2 separate regions of the Acanthopagrus latus genome follow, and region 2 is linked to region 1. Evidence: chromatin contacts called from public Hi-C data. All regions are on one chromosome and are shown on one strand. The core of a region is the stretch at or near the end of the contact, and the rest is flanking DNA. Distances in the headings are between cores, read along the strand shown. Region 1 holds the start of LOC119016728 (solute carrier family 66 member 2). Region 2 holds the start of adck5.

Region 1 (3,161 bases), core at 189-2,688:
ACCAGTTAAGCACGAAGACAACAGTGAGAACTAAATCTTCAGTTTCAATGCAATTGAAGTTCCTATGATGTTTTCCTTAAAGCCGAATTTCAAAGAATATCCTGCTGATTACTGAACATCTCATTACTTGTTTCATAATGTATCCAATTTGGCTCTTGTGCAAAAGAGTATTAAATTGAGTGATTTCCAAATGGAGTTTTGTTACAGTGCAACAAAGAGGGAATAACTCGTCACCTGAAGAGTATCCTCAGGATGTTTGCCACCAGGAGAACCAGGCACACATAGGTGGAGAACCCCTCTGCGTTCTGGGTCCTGCGGATGTCTCTGTACTGGGGGATGTAGGGCACCACCCCACCGAACACCATGGCACCAGCAGCCACCCACGACACCAGGCTGTTAAACACAGCCACAATCTGTTCGAATAGCTCATCATCCATGTTGAGCAGCTCAGCAGTCCAACACCTGGCCGAGAAGTTGTGAAGTGATGTCAGCTGGCTGTCACTGCCTCAGCGGAGACTACGACGAGGTGTTTCTCCTCGGCTGGATCCTTGAAACGAGTTTGACAGTGTAACAAAACAAACATCCGTGAGTTTCGTGCATAATCCTCACACGGACAAAGAAGAAGCTACTGCCACGCCATCACAAGCCGAGCAGTGAATCCGAAACGACGACCCCCGGGGGCTAACGATACAGTAACATCGGAGAACAGTCCAAACAGTGAGAACATCAACGTGTTAGCTACGGTGCCAGCGGAAAAACAATGCTTACAACAGGAAGCGGCGAAATTTGCTGTGGAGGAGACGACTGTAGATGCTTATCTGCTCAAAACGTCCCAGTTCTCTGATTCAACACTTCTGTTGATGCTAGCTGGCGCTGTTTTGAAAAGCTGCGCCGAACTCACGAGAAGAAACTCTCAGTTTTCCTGAAATAGTATAGAAAGCCCTTGAAATCTGCAGGAAAATTACAACAAACCGCATTTTTGTTGTCCAGGGTTCTTATATCATAATAGTTTGTTCGGCAAGTGGCCCATACTCGGTGTATTTCTGTTATATGGTCCAGCCCACACTTCCTGAAACGTCACACGTCACGCGTGACGACAAAGATGATCGACTCGGACAAGAGAGTTCACACACCACCTAAAACTGTCGTGTAAGCGGTCCGCAGCTCAAAGCAGGGATTTCTGAACTCACAGTGTGACTGTATCAGCAGTTTGGGAAATGATGGAGGGCAAACGGTTATTAATTAGGCTTTTTCTTAAAAAAACAAAAACAAAACAGCGGTGGAACACATGATTAAATATGTGCATACATGTACCACAAGGAACTTTAACTAGGAAACAGGCTCAGTGTAATACTGATGCCTCAAAATAACACCAGGACCATCAGGAAGAATTTTGGCTATTTGTATTCCTATTCTGAATGATGGTCAGTTGGTGATCTTCATTTGTAGAGGGACCATGTTCAATATTAAACATAAATGTTGCCATTTGATGCATTGCACCAGAGTTTACATCTGCAGTCCCTTGGCAGGTCATATATAGGCTATCATAATACCTGCTCTGAAAAAAAGGCGTACATCTGTATGGATAAAACCCCCTTCAAGTAATTCAAAGTCACATTTATAGATTTTAGAATTATTTAGCTTTTCTAGAATAAAGTTAATACTTTCTAACCAGTTAATGTTAGTTTTTATCTAGGGGCTCCAGTCCTGCATGTGGCCCACACCATTTTTTTTTCCTGTGACCGCTCCTGTAAATGAATCCAACCCTACTACAGGCAATGAAAATTGTACTGAAGTGAGGAATCTTACTCTGCCTGTTCTTGCTCTTACAGCTGAGCTGCACCTTGTTGAATATTTCATGCAACCTGGTTTATTTTAGTTGGCTTATTGCTTTGCACACCACGGCAGTGCCATACAAATAACAGGAGCGCTGCAGTTCAAATTGAGATGCCTTTTTACTGTGTTAAGGTTTTTAACATATTCAGCGGGAGTGAATTCAGACTGTCACCGACACAAAATCCAGATTATAAAGATTTAAAAAGGCTTAATGAAAGTTATATAACCCTCAGAGCAGACAACCTCTCATCTCTCAGCTGTCACTTTGATCCAGGATAATCTCTTACGTAAAAAAAAAAACAGAGCTTCAGTTTGGGGGTAGACAGACACAGAGACCTGCCTGACGGGATCAACCAGTTTACAAAGAGTTAATAAAACGCTCTGCCCATATGCTTCCATGCATACAGATCCCCGCGGATGTCAAAGTCAAGTCCAGCAAAGTAAGTCAGCACGGGACCGGATATTCAATAACAGATACCTTCACAATAAATGCGCTAACTATGAAGCTTGCAGGAAACGTGTCGTGGTGTCGTGGCAGAGGACGAATCGAACACCGGATTTGATTTAGTCTTTGCCATTTCGGATCAAGGTCACTTCACGATTTGAATTGGGTTTTCTAGACTTAAGATATAAAGTAAATAAAGCACATCTGATATGAATTGTAATCATACATTTTTCACGTGAAAACTATGATTGAAGGTGTCAGTCATGTTCCTTTGCTGAAATATACTAGTGTGACATGCTTGAGTTGTATGTATTTGAATTAAGCCCTTATTTATTGTAGAAATTAACATATAAACTGACAGTGAAATGTGATGTTATCGGAATAACACAAAACTGAGTAGTACCTCACCAAAGCAGAAAAAAGGCAGCAATGCTTTATCACTTGACCTTTATTTTGAAATGATAGACACGAGCGGAAGTCGTATAGTTTTCATTCCCCCGACTGAACTCGCCGCAAAGTTATGGGAGTCACAGCTAACGTTCCTGGGGGGAAGCCCAGTTGGGATTTTTACTGTCGTGGCCCCGTCTCAGTTACACCAAACAAACGGCATTATTCAGGTTGTTTGGCCGAGGTTTAGACTCTCGTTCTAATCTCTGTTGCTCCTGAAGAAACGATGTCAAAAACAGACAGCAAAGCAGCTGCAGACATGACAGAGGCGGTAAATTTATCCGGTGTGAGCCGACGTTCTGTCCTGTAAGATACTTGTTGTTTTTGACGGTTTTCTCTCCCTGTAGATGGAGAAGACGATGGAGAGACTGCAGGGACGATTCCAGGCGGTGTCTGAACAGCTGGAGTCCAAAAATATCCTTTAAAAAAAACC
Region 2 (3,223 bases), core at 715-3,214, 160 kb before region 1:
GTGTGTGTGTGTTGGGGTGGAGATCAAGGCCAGTATTACAAGCCCGGGGTACTTTGTTGTTTTTGTTCGCTGTCTGCATCTGAGGGACAAAATGTCTCCAGTGTTGACAAATTGATGTCCAGATAGCAGTGATGTCAGGGACCAGAGCGCTGACATATCAAACAAACTGTCACTCACACACGGACCAATGGGTGTTTCCCCATCACCACAGTGAATAACACAACAGTTAACGAGGAGCAAAAGTCAGCTGATATTTGGTCTAATCCCGTTCACACTCATATTGTGGGAGCATGTGGCTGATTGTTGTTGTTAAACTAAGTTGCAGTTGCCAACTGTAATGGGAAATACAGCTCTGTAACCTTGACAAATATACTCCTCCGAGTTTCATGTCACCGTTCTCATGTGTGGAGTTCGTCTTCTACACAAAATAGATCACAGCTTTATCTCTGTGCCCTTGCTGCAGCCCACTGGTATCTGCTGCTAACATGACCTGCTAATTGCAGTTATCGTGGCTAGCTGCTGGTCAAGCCGCTAACTTAAGCTAATGCTACCATCAAACCAAGCTCAAATTGTATAGAAATGCCGTTTATTTACCACTCTGTTCGTCTCCCCTGTCATGTTTCCTAGGATAGTAACAAAGCTCTTCTCACGGTGATGAATTACTGTCCAGTGTGTCCTTCCTGTTGGGGTTGTGGCCGTCTCGTAGAGCCACCTCCTTCATTAATCAGCACATATCCACGAGCATTAGCCAAAGAGTGCGAGAACGAGAGGGTGCGCTCCCAACTTCTTACTTCCGCATTCGTTTGAATCTTGTTATTTAGACAAAAATACCTTTTCTGGGGTTCACTGAGAGCTTTATTTGTCCACAAGTCTGTTTGTTTTCTCTGTAGAGACACTTAAATACTTGGCGCATGGAGCGTGCAATCGTAATAATCAGCGACAGCAGTGTATTGATTGTTATAATTATGAGTTAAGGTGTATCAAAAAAAGGCTAGTTGTGAGATAGTGAATACATGTTATTACTGTAATTTAAAAAACTACATGTACAATAGTTATTGAAGCATTGGTTAATGTAGTTCTGTTTCATCATTCTGCCTTTAAATGAAAAATTAAATCATGAAATATTACATGGATTCTAGCTGAAAGTTTCTTCTCTTTTGTGGTCACTTAAAGATCTCCTGTAGACAATTCAAGGCATTTAAAAGTACTAAATAACAATATAGCTGGTTCACCCACAAAAATAGTTTACCAAGTTAAAAGTCTTAAAACCACATTTAATCCTTCCCCCTTACTGAAATATACAGAACAACTGATAGATACATGATGTGAACTGGATATCACATTTGTCTAATTCTGATGAATATTACATATACATATCAAATATCAAAGGCATAGGCAACTGACACAATGTTGCCCTGACAAAGTGGGTGCAATTTCAAGTGAAGTTTGTTAAGTGGGCAGAGATGCATCTTGGTGGTGCACTCTCTGGTAGGAGGTACCTGATGATGCGTCACTGGTCATATGAAGTGGTTCGAGGCATGCCCTCGTACTTTTAATGTACTTAATTGTTTAAAACCCAAGTCCTAAAACACGATATGACCTTGAAGGACCAGCAATGTAGGCTGTAACAAAAGTGCCATTGCTTATAATAATGACGCACCTAAGGAAGCCTATTACTACCATTAAAGGTGCCACATGAGATATGTTGAAGTATTATTTCTAAGTTTCATCATCTTACATCACTTAGGTCTCTGTGGGTTCCACGGTCCTCGTATCAAGCTTCATGGAAAATAGCAACAAACAAAAAAAGGATGACATAACTAGAGTCGATTTTAAGAGTTCATACATAGAGATCTTTGTGGGCAGATTTGTTGGGACTCACGTTAAAGGACAATGTATGTGTTACCAAATGTTAAAAGTGTTCTTCTTTGCGGCTGTCGCAAGTGCATCGCTGCCAGTGTGTACAGAATAACAGCGTATCAACTGAGACAAATTCAGCCAACGGAACCGGAAACAAGAATTGGCCTTCAAAATAAAGGTAGTAAAACGGTTCACTGGCACCCAACAGCTATACAGTTACAGATCACAACAACAAACAATAGAACTCGAATCAACCAATGGGATGATTAGATGATATCTGTGAGATTGCTGCTTTTTTTCTTTCTTCTTTTTTTAACATGTTAATAAACCACATGGCCCAAGTAGTTTTTGAAGGCTTTTAATTTGAAAGCAGAGTGGGAGGTGTGTTTTGCTGTAGCGGGCTGCATGGTCCACCGGATGCAGTGGCGACCCGTGTCGCTGCAGTGTTGCGCTTTCCTGTTTACGGGCGGGAAGAGCGAACGTAGCTGACTGTGGAAGCTACTGGGTTTAAATTGGCAGCACATTTGTTTTTAATTTTCCTTCATGCTTATTGGTTTGCACGTTTTAATGATACACGGGGCATTGCGAGGTCTTGAGGGTACCTTTTAGGCGGGCCGTTGCTGAAAACTAGAGGGGTTTTTTGAGAGTGCGGGGCAGATGGAGGATCCTCCTGCAGATTCTGGTGGTGGTGGCGGCGGTGCAGCAGCGGAGGGCCCCGCGGTGCAGGTGGCAGATATCTGCTGGCCGACCGGGGCTCTCCCTCTACGACTCCTGGAGTGGAAAGTCAAACCCGGGTCTCTAATTAACGTGGACTCCGTGTTGGCACTGTGTGCTCCCATACCTCAGGAGAAGGGGGCAGAGGCTTCCAGGCTGCCAGAGAAGAAGGTGAAATCGGACCGTGCTGGAGTAGTCAAGGAGCTATGCTGTCAACTTGGACAAGTCATACCCCCGGGGTGAGTCACTCTGCTTGCTATAGCTAACTATGTTCACTGACCCAGCCATTGCCGGGAAAGGCTACAAGCAGCATGTCAGCTGCAGTTTTGGTACTGCTTTTCCAGCTTCAGGCTCAACCCGTAGTGCAACGTTAGCTAGCTAGCGAGCTAACATTGTTACATATAGGTGCTAAGTAACGTTAGCTTGTTTGCTAGCAGTACCCAAATCACTCACAGCACTTGTTCATGTCAAGTCAGTCAAAACAAACAAGGAGACTTTGGGATACAGCTTTCAAAATAAAAGTGCATTGAGTTAGATAGTCTGTTTCTGGATCTTTTTCGGATCTCTAAACCAGTTGAAAATGAGAACCAGCTGCAAACAGAAATTCGGCTAACATTATACGTTTTCTTGAACGGTCTCTTGAATGTAC

The links. Hi-C and Micro-C count contacts between places; a contact is called where the count stands out from the background.
Region 2: a contact with region 1 is called in a Hi-C map of muscle, with 4 times the contacts expected there. The contact joins the promoter of adck5 here to the promoter of LOC119016728 in region 1. A contact is called at or near these places in 4 of 4 Hi-C or Micro-C datasets (liver and muscle).

The regions. Positions count from the first base shown.
Region 1 is chr3:22,338,254-22,341,414 of fAcaLat1.1, reverse strand. It overlaps LOC119016728 (solute carrier family 66 member 2), which reads right to left and starts at 1,438. Exons shown (of 6, transcript XM_037092922.1): 1 at 769-1,438; 2 at 235-547. The coding sequence starts at 437.
Region 2 is chr3:22,499,271-22,502,493 of fAcaLat1.1, reverse strand. It overlaps adck5, which reads right to left and starts at 1,964. Exons shown (of 15, transcript XM_037092315.1): 1 at 1,821-1,964. It overlaps ctdp1 (RNA polymerase II subunit A C-terminal domain phosphatase), which reads left to right and starts at 2,227. Exons shown (of 13, transcript XM_037092313.1): 1 at 2,227-2,813. The coding sequence starts at 2,518.